Regions from separate parts of the Mus musculus genome. Here region 2 is linked to region 1. The links are chromatin contacts, called in public HiChIP or PLAC-seq maps. All regions are on one chromosome and are shown on one strand. The core of a region is the stretch at or near the end of the contact, and the rest is flanking DNA. Distances in the headings are between cores, read along the strand shown. Region 1 overlaps Kif15 (kinesin family member 15). Region 2 holds the start of Zdhhc3 (zinc finger, DHHC domain containing 3).

The links. HiChIP or PLAC-seq counts read pairs in DNA pulled down with a chosen protein or histone mark.
Region 2: a contact with region 1 is called in an H3K4me3 HiChIP or PLAC-seq map of bone marrow-derived macrophages, with 2.1 times the contacts expected there. The contact joins the promoter of Zdhhc3 here to the enhancer-like site in region 1. A contact is called at or near these places in 8 of 39 promoter capture datasets (the 3T3-L1 cell line, the C10 cell line, the HPC-7 cell line and 6 more), 25 of 484 Hi-C or Micro-C datasets (the C2C12 cell line, CD4 T cells, CD8 T cells and 18 more), 11 of 115 datasets of contacts at active chromatin or transcription factors (the 230-238 cell line, CD8 T cells, the SCID.adh cell line and 4 more) and 3 of 9 other capture datasets (adipose tissue, liver and pancreatic islet).

The regions. Positions count from the first base shown.
Region 1 is chr9:123,001,808-123,007,140 of GRCm38.p6, reverse strand. It overlaps Kif15 (kinesin family member 15), which reads right to left. Exons shown (of 35, transcript NM_010620.1): 24 at 5,020-5,106; 25 at 3,467-3,571; 26 at 2,448-2,570. Among named protein-coding and RNA genes, the nearest start is that of Tmem42, 17 kb to the left of the region's middle. Within about 2 kb of position 2,215, at least 6 of the 459 cell types and tissues checked have an H3K27ac peak or open chromatin away from gene starts, as enhancers often do. A contact at or near this core is called in CD8 T cells and bone marrow-derived macrophages, where this site is marked.
Region 2 is chr9:123,111,058-123,116,362 of GRCm38.p6, reverse strand. It overlaps Zdhhc3 (zinc finger, DHHC domain containing 3), which reads left to right and starts at 3,169. Exons shown (of 7, transcript NM_001372538.1): 1 at 3,169-3,367. Exosc7 (exosome component 7) reads right to left here and starts at 3,132. Exons shown (of 8, transcript NM_001081188.1): 1 at 3,041-3,132. The coding sequence starts at 3,097.

The DNA.
Region 1 (5,333 bases), core at 966-3,465:
CTTCTAGACATCCTGAGTTCAATTCCCAGCAACCACATGGTGGCTCACAGCCATCTATCATAGGATCCAATGCCCTCTTCTGGTGTGTCTGAAGACAGCAACAGTGTACTCATATGAATAAAATAAATAAATCTTTAAAAAACATTGTTAAAAAAAGTTTTTTCCTTTGGTTTATGTGGTAAACCATTCCAAGACACCCCTCTCAGCTGACATGTATGTAAACAGGCCTAGGTGTGATGTCAGTAGATTCAGTTTCTCAATCAGGATTTTAGAACTCATCTTTCCATAAGAACCCTTAAGAAGCAGATCTTACTTAATGTCTCAATAGTTGAGTTTCATGGGCTTACATGATTAAGATATTTTGCACACATGCCTCTCTCTTTGTGTGTGTGTGTGTGTGTGTGTGTGTGTGTGTGTATACATACCCATGTGACATATACAGACGTCAGAGGTAATGTTAGGAATGTTTATTATCATTCACCATGCTTATGCAGCAAGCACTTTATCTACAGAACTATTATCCTTAGTTTGACTCTGGTTTTTATAGCCTAGAAGGTAAATAGCTGTTAAAGATGTGTCTAGCCTACGTACTCAAGGAAGAGCTGTAACAGCTCACCATGGCACTGGCTACTGAAACCTCGGAGAATAAGGTGGTACAAAGTGGCAGAAAATCCCTAATGGCTGCATATGTAATTCCCACTTACACAGCATAGGAACACTCTGGTGAGCACGGCAGAGCAGCACCTGCTCATCCTCCCTTCCCGTATGGACGACGTGTGCACACTGTTTACAAAGATGATCCGAGGGCTGGGGATGTAACCAGATGCTAATAAAGTGCTGCTGCACAGGACTCAAGTGTGCAGCAGAAGACCCAAAGCCCTCTTCTGGCCTCTAAGAGTACTGCATACACCCCACACAAATATAAACAGCAAAACAAAATCCACATAAACAAACAAACAAACAAACAAAGAGATAGGTAGATAGATAGATAAGGGCCTGAGGTGCTAGAAAGATACTCAGTCAATAAAATCCTGCCACGTATCCTAGTTATCTTGTTAACTTGAGAGGAAAGCCTCAATTGAATCGCCTGGATTTGTCTGGCCTGTAGGTAGCACCATCTCTAGGCATGGTAGAGTTAATCATAAGCCTGTGAGTTAGCCAGGGACGGAGCGATCATGCAGACCTCCTCTATGGTTTCTGCTTTGTATTCTGCCCTGACTTCTCTCAATAATCGAGTGTGATCTGGAAGTGTAAGACAGAAAGTAAGTTTCCTCTCCAAGGTGTTTTCAATCAGTGTTTTGTCACAGCAATAGAAAGGAAACTAGTGCAGTCATGAAGACTGGAGTTCAGTTCTTAACACTCATGTAAAGGCTGGGCATAATGGCATGCCGACAAACACAGCACTGGGGAGGGAGAGACAGGAGGATGTCCATGGTTCACAGGCTGAATACTCTAGCCTAATCAGTGAATTCCAAGTCACAGGAAGGAAGGATTTATCTCAAAAACCAGGATTTTGATGGTGCCTGGCCTCCACATGTACCTCCCCAAACACAAACACACACACACACACACACACACACACACACACACCCACCACACACACGTTTGTTTTCCAAAACAGGGTTTCTCTGTATAACAGGGTCCTGGGTCCATGCAGATCTCGAACTCACAGAGCTCCACTCGTCTCTGCCTCCCAAGTGCTGGGATTAAAGCCATCACACCGGCTGACTTGAAGCTTTTTTGTTTTATGTTTGTTTGTGTGTATGCATTTTATGTTTATACCTGGATTCCCCCTTTCCCTCTCTGTCCTTCCTTTTAAGACAGGCTCACTGGGTAACTCTGGCTGACATGGACCTTCCTGTGTACACTTGCTTTGGCCTCCCAAACAGTGGGATTAAAGGCAAGTGCCTCCATGCCCAGATTTCATCAACTTTTAAGACTTACAATTTGAACTAGAATACATGAATTTTTGTGTCTATAGTAATTTTGTACTTTCCTTTTCAAGTTTTCTTTTACATCACTTGGAATCTCTCTGACAGCCTAACACTTGCTAAATTTTCTCCTTAAGATTCTGATATATTTTATTTTTGTGAATAGGACTTAATAATTTTTACTGTTGGTTTTTCAACAATAAAACAGTTCTTCCTTCTACCATGTGGGTTTTGAGGATTCAAATAAGATGGTCAACTTCAGAGGAAGTAACTTTACCCTCTGAGTCATCCTTTGAAAAAAAGTCAGAGGCAGAGGAATTATGTGAGTTCAAGATCAGCATGGTTGGCACAATGAGATCCTGTCTCAAAGAGAAAAAAGGGCGGGGCGGGGGGGAGAGACAGACAGACAGACAGACAGACAGACACACACACACACACAGAGAGAGAGAGAGAGAGAGAGAGAGAGAGAGAGAGAGAATAGAAATAATAAAAAGAAAGTACCACGTTAATACCTACCTCGATGTCCTCTGAGAGGATTCTCAGTCTAAGAGTTTCTTTCAGTTCCAGGATATCCACTTCCTGTCTCCTGATCAATTCCTTGCTCTCTTCTTTGTCAGCCAATGAAGCATTGTATTTGCACTGCAGAAAAGAAAGTCACAGCACAAGAGCTATCTGCTAGAGTTCTGCTCATCTGCACAGCAAAGCAACTTAGAAGTCTCTTAGTTCCAGGGAGAGCACTGCATTAACGAGCTAATTCAGTAACACCTCGTGTGGTGGCTGTGGCTTGGTTTGTTTTCAGTTTTATTGTGTGTGCGTGTGCGCGTGCGCGTGACACAGAGTTATGAGATGTCCAGTGGGGGGGGCTGCATCAGGTCCTTGGAAGAGTAGCAACTTCTCTAACCACTAAGCCACTTCCACAGCCCCACAAAGCCTTGCTAGGGAAGGAGGTAGAGCTAGTGCACATGGCGAAGAACCACAGGACAGTCCCGCAGGTTAGAGAAAGCCATCTAGCTCTGTCACCTCATCAGAGTCTGCCTGTGAAGATAAATATGGATTGAAGCAAGCCCCGTCAGAGCAGAACTAATGCAGATAAAAGCCTTTACCTTGGCCCAAGCAAAGGGCAAAACATCAATGCTAAACAACAGTTACTTCAGAAAATGATATCGAGTCTCAGATCAGAGACACAATTCCATGTAATAAATATCTTCAAATTTAACTAAGACATGTATTTTTTTTTTTCTTGAGTCAAATAAGGAGCCCTCTTTAGCCTTAACTGTTAGTTTATTTCTAGTTTATTTGTTAGTGGTTGGAGAATGGTGCTGAGAACAATATTCCAGGTCAAAAAGACCTGGCACAGAAATGCTTTTGTCCAGAAATGTGCACACTGCACATCTCAGAAATCGTCTGGGTATTAACTTCTACAGTCAAACTTACTGCAACATACAATCTTCTTACCTGTTGGGATGGCTAACAGACCCCCAAAGAGCCTGTGAATCGTGCCCTGCTTAAGCTCAGCATCCTGTGACAGAACTTACATTTATGTCTTGAAGTTCTTGTTTCAGGGTGGCTATGGTTTCTGATTTTTCACCAATTGATATTCTTAACTCCTGGATTTGGTTCATGAGGTTGGTGACAAGTTCCTGACAAGGACAAAAACATTTATCTGCAAAGCCAGTAACATTATGGGGATCATTTAAAAAGATGAACTGTTGCAGTTTCAATAAACTTTTTCTTATACTCTTACATTTGAACACTGACTCCCAGAAGCTGGTGGTGTTTGGGGGCTCATGGACCACTTGGGAGGTGAGACCTAGTTGGAGGAAGTGGGTACTAGGGTTATTGGCACCTCCAATTGCTACACAAGCTCCCTGGGTGTCTGATTAGGTGTTTTGCAATGAATAGCCATAGAGCTCCTTATCAACATGGAGCCATGCCTTGCTTCTCCTGAGTCAGAATAAATCTTCCCTACTAAAAATTCTTTTCAGGGTATTTGGTCACATCAGTAAGAAAAGTAGCTAACACATAAACTACTTCTGTTAACTAGTGGTAATAAAGAAAGTCAATTTACTTTAGCAAATATTATGTGACATTCCATCTTTTACAATTTTTTTCCCTTGGAGATAGGGTTTCACTATGTAGCTCAGGCTAGCTCAGCTTTTAGATCTCTATATAGCACAGGCTGGCCTCTTAACTAATGAGAGTCTTGCTTCAGTATCCTAAGTGCTTGTACGACAGGGTTAGACCATTTTTATATTTGGAAAGACAAGTCACTTTTATTATTCTGGCAAAGTCAACAGTAAGGATTTGAGACTGTACATCATGAACTTATAGTCAGTAAAATAGGGTCAGAGTAATAGCAGTCTAGTTGAAACAACCAACACATGTTACATAAGCCGTGTAAAGGAACAGAGTAAAGGTGGATGTGGCAGCACACGCCTTTCATCTCAGTGCTAGGGGGGCAAAGACAGGTATTCTGAGTTTGAGGCCAGCATGGTCTACATAGTAAGTTCCAATCCATTTAGTACACATAGTGAGACCATGTCTCAAACAAACGAATAAAAAATAGAGAAGAGTAGGTTTGTGGGGCTGGAGAGATGGCTCAGCGCTTAAGAGCATTGACTGCCTCTTCCAAAGGTCCTGAGTTAAATTCCCAGCAACCACATGGTGGCTCACAACCGTCTATACTGGAATTGATGCCCTTTTCTCATACTCATATACATAAAATAAATCTTTTTTTTTTTTTAAAAAAGAGTAGTTTGTGGTTGAGGTTAAGAAACAAATTACCTAATTGAATTTCCAATTCTCCAGCACCCTTAAAGGACCTAAATGCAAATGGACCAGGCAGTTTGTAAGTCATCCTGCAGGACAGAGATGGTACAGAAGACAGGAATGCCTAAGTTGCATTATAAAGACAATGTAAAGCAGGTACAATGACATATACCTGTGTCTCAGAAGCTTGTGTAAAATGATTGCGATTTCAAAGCCAGCTCAGGCTATATAGAGAAATCATAGATCTAATAATAAATAGATACCACAACAAAAATAAAGAAACAAAATACAAAAGAATAACACTGAAAACTCTACCTACCTTGTCAGACTCTCTAGACTTTTCCAGAGAGCTGATAACATTTTCAGTAGCAAGCAAGCTTTCTTCTAGTTTCTGTATTTTTGCCATCTATGGTGAAAAGTAAATAGTCACATTAAAAACAACAAAAACCAAGCTGATAACTGCACAGCACATTAGTCTACTCTAACAGTACCTAAAGGACAGTGGGTTTTGAGGTCTCAATCAACTGAGCACCAGTACATATCATTACAGCCACCTGGGAAATAGAAAATAGTAACAAATAATAGAACCAGAACACGAACAAACACACACACACGAGAGAGAGAGAGAGAGAG
Region 2 (5,305 bases), core at 1,920-4,419, 110 kb before region 1:
AGGTTCTCAAAGAGGGTGGATGTTCTCCAAAGGAGAGGGGGAAAACAAAGAAAGACTACTGCCATCCAAGACTGAAGGATCCGTTCTGAAAGTCAAAAAGGAAGGAAACAATTTCTGGCATCATGATGGCATGGACCCTGACCTTCAGCACAGACTAGAACACTGCAGACTGGGGGCTTCTGGATGCTGCTAGCTCCTGGTGACTTGCATAGCAGTTACCCACATGATTGTAACAACTCTGCTACTTGGAAATGGTATATGATAATTGGTGCTACTACTTCAACATACTCGGGAGGGTTCTAGACTAGAAACAGTTCTCGAAGGTGACCCTTCAGTTACCTTGCTTTGACATGTCAAATACCTTGACATTTCTTACAGGGGACTTCAGATTTAAGTGTCTTCCTTCTAGAAAATAACTTTATCTGGCCTAGCATTGCAGGCCCAGTCACAAGAAATGGAAGGTAAAAACTAGGTACCAATTGTTATTTCACTTTCCAAGTTCCCTGAGCAGCTCTGCCTCTCTTTGGAAGGCTATGGCTCAATAAGGCCACAGACATGGGCAAAGGTTTTCTGTGCCATGGGTTTTTGAATGGAAAGGGCAAAGGGCTAAGCAGGAAATGTGCTGGGGATTAGTTCCAGTTGTGACTGGTCAGACTGACTTCTCAATCTCATCACTGAAGACCAGACTCAGGTAAAGATCGAGCTAAAAGAGCTAGAAAAGGAGCAGAAATACAGAAAACAGCAGCTAAGCTATGCCTTCCTCCAGCAGCCAAGAACAAAGCAATGACACAGCTTTGACAGACCCCAAGAAAGCCTTGTTTGAAAGCCTAATCAACAGCCCTAGCCTGGTCTGGCTATGAGGCCAGCTTTAACACCTACTAGGACAGACCAGCCAGTTGGAGTTATAGCTCTGTAGCAGCCACCTGACTTACTATCCACCCTTAACAGGGCCAGAGGTAGGTGTGTGATCCAAGGCATGCCACACAGGGGGTGACCAGCTGTATTTGTAATGAACCACTAGCAGCCCAGACCAATTCTCTCAGTGAAATTGGATGTCTGATCTAATTAAAAGTTGTTAGACTAGTGCAACAGGGTGGCACACACCTTTATTCCAAGCACTCAGGAGGCAGAGGCAGGTAGATCTCTGTGAGTTTCATGACAGCTAGAGGTAAATCCGTGTCTCAAGAAACCAAAAAGTTGTTAGGCCATGATGTGATTGAGAAGCCAAGCAAAATTGAAGGGGTTGGGCGGGGACGATGGGACAGACTATACCAAGATGGAAGGGAAGCTGGACAGCAAGAGACCACTGAGAAAGGATACAGTTTGGTGAAGAAAAGAAGATGATTCACCAGAGAGTCACCAATCATTATGGTTCTTATGAGAGAAAGTATTATAAAGCTCTGGATGGAAGATTTCCAATTTTTGCAATGAACCCACTTTTTCTTCAGGTCATTTAAGATTTCCTGAACCTGTAGAATTTAAATCTCATCAGCACTTAATGTGTCACCATGAAGACTAGGGATATGGAATGACAGAGTCACACTTCTGGCAAAAAAAACAAAAAAAAATTAAAAACTCATCAGCACTTAATGTGTCACCATGAAGACTAGGGATATGGAATGACAGAGTCACACTTCTGGCAAAAAAAAAAAAAAATTAAAAACTCATCAGCACTTAATATGTCACCATGAAGACTAGGGATATGGAATGACAGAGTCACACTTCTGGCAAAAAAAAAAAAATTAAAAACTAAAAGGGAAGCCCCACCCCTAGGATTGACTACTTTAACATTCCCATACAACCCACTGTGCATATACCCCACTATTACTAAACCTGATCTTGAACTAAAAAGCTAATGAGTTGTGGGTTTGGATTTTTATTACTCAAGTTTAATATGAAACCTAATGACTGAATTTTGGCATTCCTTACTCTATATGAAGTAGAAAATAACAGTATGTCATATGATTTAGAAAAGAACATGCTTTCACTTGCATTATGTAGTTTAAATGGTAACAGGTCACCTTACTATGATGACTACATCACAAGATCAACTGTAGGGACAAGGCTTGTAGAATACTAGATTATGGTTGCCAGGAAACATTCTTCACTTCTCTTGAACGTTCAAAAGCAGGACTGAGCCCAGATCGCGGTAGTCATTGTAGCTACCCAAAGATCTAAGCGCCCCACAAGTAAAACAGGTAAATCAACAATTACACCATAGACTACCAGTCTGCTTTGAAAAATTCTTCTCAGCGGGTGGTGAAAAGGCATGCCTTCTGCCAAGGCAGGACTGATAGGAGTTACACACCAGCCTTGGATATAAAGCTCTCCTCCTCAAAAAAAAAAAGCAAAAAAACAAAAGGGTTGAGAATGCGGTTCCATGATAGAATGCCTGCCTAGCATGCACAAGGCCAAGAGGTTCAACCTCCAGCACCGCCAGAAAGAAAAACACTCCCTATTTTTCTCTATTTGTAAGACATGTGTGTGTATATGTCAGCGTGATTTCTCTTAAGATTGGGTCTTTATAGCTCAGTCTGGCCTTAAACTCCTGATTCTCTTGTCTCCACTTCCCAGCTGCTGGGATTACAGGTGCCAGCCACCAAGGTCTGGAGCATGCTAAGCACGCACTCTATTACCGATGCATTTCCTTCTTTCCTGTTTTTAGGGGGTGTGTGGCGTGTGGTGTTTGCTGTCAGAATTTTAAAGTCCTTTTCCCCCTCGGATACACGGCCTCTGTGTGCAAAGTCACCAGAGTCCATTCACGTGCCGCTATTCTGATTACAGGATCTCGGGCACTGCACTCTCAGGTCGTGCAGAGGCCACAAGGACATTCCTTCATTAAACTGCAGCCTCGGGAACTGCCCGCCCGCCGCTCCCTGATGAGCTAGGAATCTCCTCCATCCCGAGAGCTGTGGACATCTAGGCATACAGGACGCACACTCGCTGCAGCACTAAGCCTCGGGCGTCCGTCCTGACCACGTGGCCGCCCCGCACCTCCTCCCTGCGCAATATGGCCTGCACTCGCGGCCGCCACCGCTACCTGCACTCCATGAACGATGTAGACCTTCTCGGCCTCGCTTAGCGCCACCGACGCCATGCTGCTCAGCTCACCGCGCGCGCTGGCGTGTCATCAGCTCGCGCCTCTCCCCACCGCGCCTGCGCGTCATCAGCCCGCGCGGTGGCCGCTCCCGCAGCCGCGGCTGCCGCCACCGCCTGGAGCTCCATGGGCTTCTCCTTCGCACCGCCCCGTGTGAGGCCGAGTCCGGCAAGCCGTGGCGCCGGGTGCCCGTGCCATCGCGGACGCTGGCGGCTGGGCCCCGGGGCAGCAGCAGGCGGCGCGGGACTGCTAGCTGCCTCCAGATTGACGGTCAGTGCAGTGGGGAAGCCCCAGAAGGAGGGAGGCGCGGGGCCCCAGCCGGGACTGGATGGGAAGCGCGCAACCCGAGCGCTCGGGCCGGAGTCGAAGTAGCCGAGCGCGCGCACGTGAGACACTTCAGGAAGGCGGAAGTCGTGCTGCCCATGAGGGACCATCTCCTCAACCCCCTCCTAGTTGGTCCCTAGGATGGCTGAAGGAAAGAGACCATGGATCCCTCATTAGGTCACTGGTCGGGAAGGGTCTGCACCAGGAATGGGGCGCCAGCTTCTCAATTTTCTCACCCCTCCTTCCATTCCAGGGATCGATCTCTGTCCTGTCTTCCCTCATCCTTTCCTCCCCTACTGCCCATCATCAGATAATGGCCCAGAGCTTTGCAAGTTACCCTTGCCCCGTGCGGTTGCTGGAGTATTGTCCCAAAGAGAGTAGGGAGAGTGTCTTGCACTTCGGGATGCCTGGATGGAAGGGATCTCCGGGGAAGATGGATAACTTCATGAAAGAAAACCGACCCTGGGAGGATATGGGACCTAGGTTATCCAGAAAGGATGCCTGCAAGGTGAAGCTGGGGTCATAGTGAGGGGCCCTTTAAGGAAGAGAGGGGATATGAACTAAGTTTTAAAGGGTCTCTCTGAGAAAATGAGGGGAGACTTGGTAGAGACTTACCTGGTGTTCTATTTTAAACAAAAGTAACCCTTCAGCTTAATCATCAAGAAATAAAAGGTGCTGGCCACCCTTTGCCTTTAATCCCAGCGTTTGGGAGACAGAGCTAGGCGGATCTCTGAATTCGAGGTCAGCCTGTTCTACACTGTGAGTTCAAGGACAGCCTGAGCCACATAGTGAGATCCTGTCTCAAAGACACTGCCCCCACTCGTCGAAAAAAGGCTTTTTTTCTCTTGTGCTAACTAAGTAAGTAAACAGAACACTAACCAGAGTCCTCCAGGGTAGAAGGGAAGGCTCTTGTGAGCATAGCCACAGAGCATGGTGATTAGAGTTGTCATAGTGGATTACTGACTACGCTGAGATTTCAACAGTAACAGGAAGTGCCTGGCTATATTCCTAGGTACTGAACTGTTAGCTGCTGAGCCCTCAAATGATAGCCTCTTCTTGATAGACTGGATATGAATTTCCTGCGTCCATACATAATACTTACTACAGGTGCTCCTGAGACGGCTTCCTGTAGGGTTGGACTTTGCCCTCTAGGGTAACTGGAAAAGGTGGAGCCAGACGGCTTTCTTCCTTTTTTGGAGGAACAGATGCCACACTTGATATAGCACCTAGACACCATCTCTGGTTGAACAACTAGATTCTGTGTGAGGAACTGGTGAAATAGCAAGGGACTCCTGCTAGTAGGGTATCTCGTGCTAGAGATGACTGGAAAGAGAGACCATTTGAATATATAGTGGGGTGGGGGTGGGGTAGGGTGAAGATTGAAAAGTCAGAAAAGATACTGGAAGAAAGTTTGACTTGAGTTTAACTACTATGAGCCATTTTCCTGGGAAAAAGTCTTTGGGCATATCTTTAAAAGTGTGTTAGTGGCAGAACAGTAGCATGTGCAAAGGCCCTAGGTTCCCTCCCCAGCACCACACGGGCATATCCTACCCCCGACAGCAGACAACAGGTTCTTTCTGAAGAAGGGTCAGTGTTATCTATTTGGTGACTGATTTTATGAGTAATATCTGGTATTAGGTTCAGAAGACTTCAAGAAACATAAACAGTGGAGTTTATATTCTCTGCTGGAACACTGCTGTCATCACTAGTTATTTTTCCTATGTGATGCTAGAGCATTTTCATCATATTCATTGAATGCATTAGATGTCCTTAAACCTCATAACTCATAGTTCTTATTTATTGAAGCTATTCAAAGAACATATTAGAACCAGAAAAATGAAATACCCAAGGATGGCACATTATATTGTGTTATACCAGTTTGCT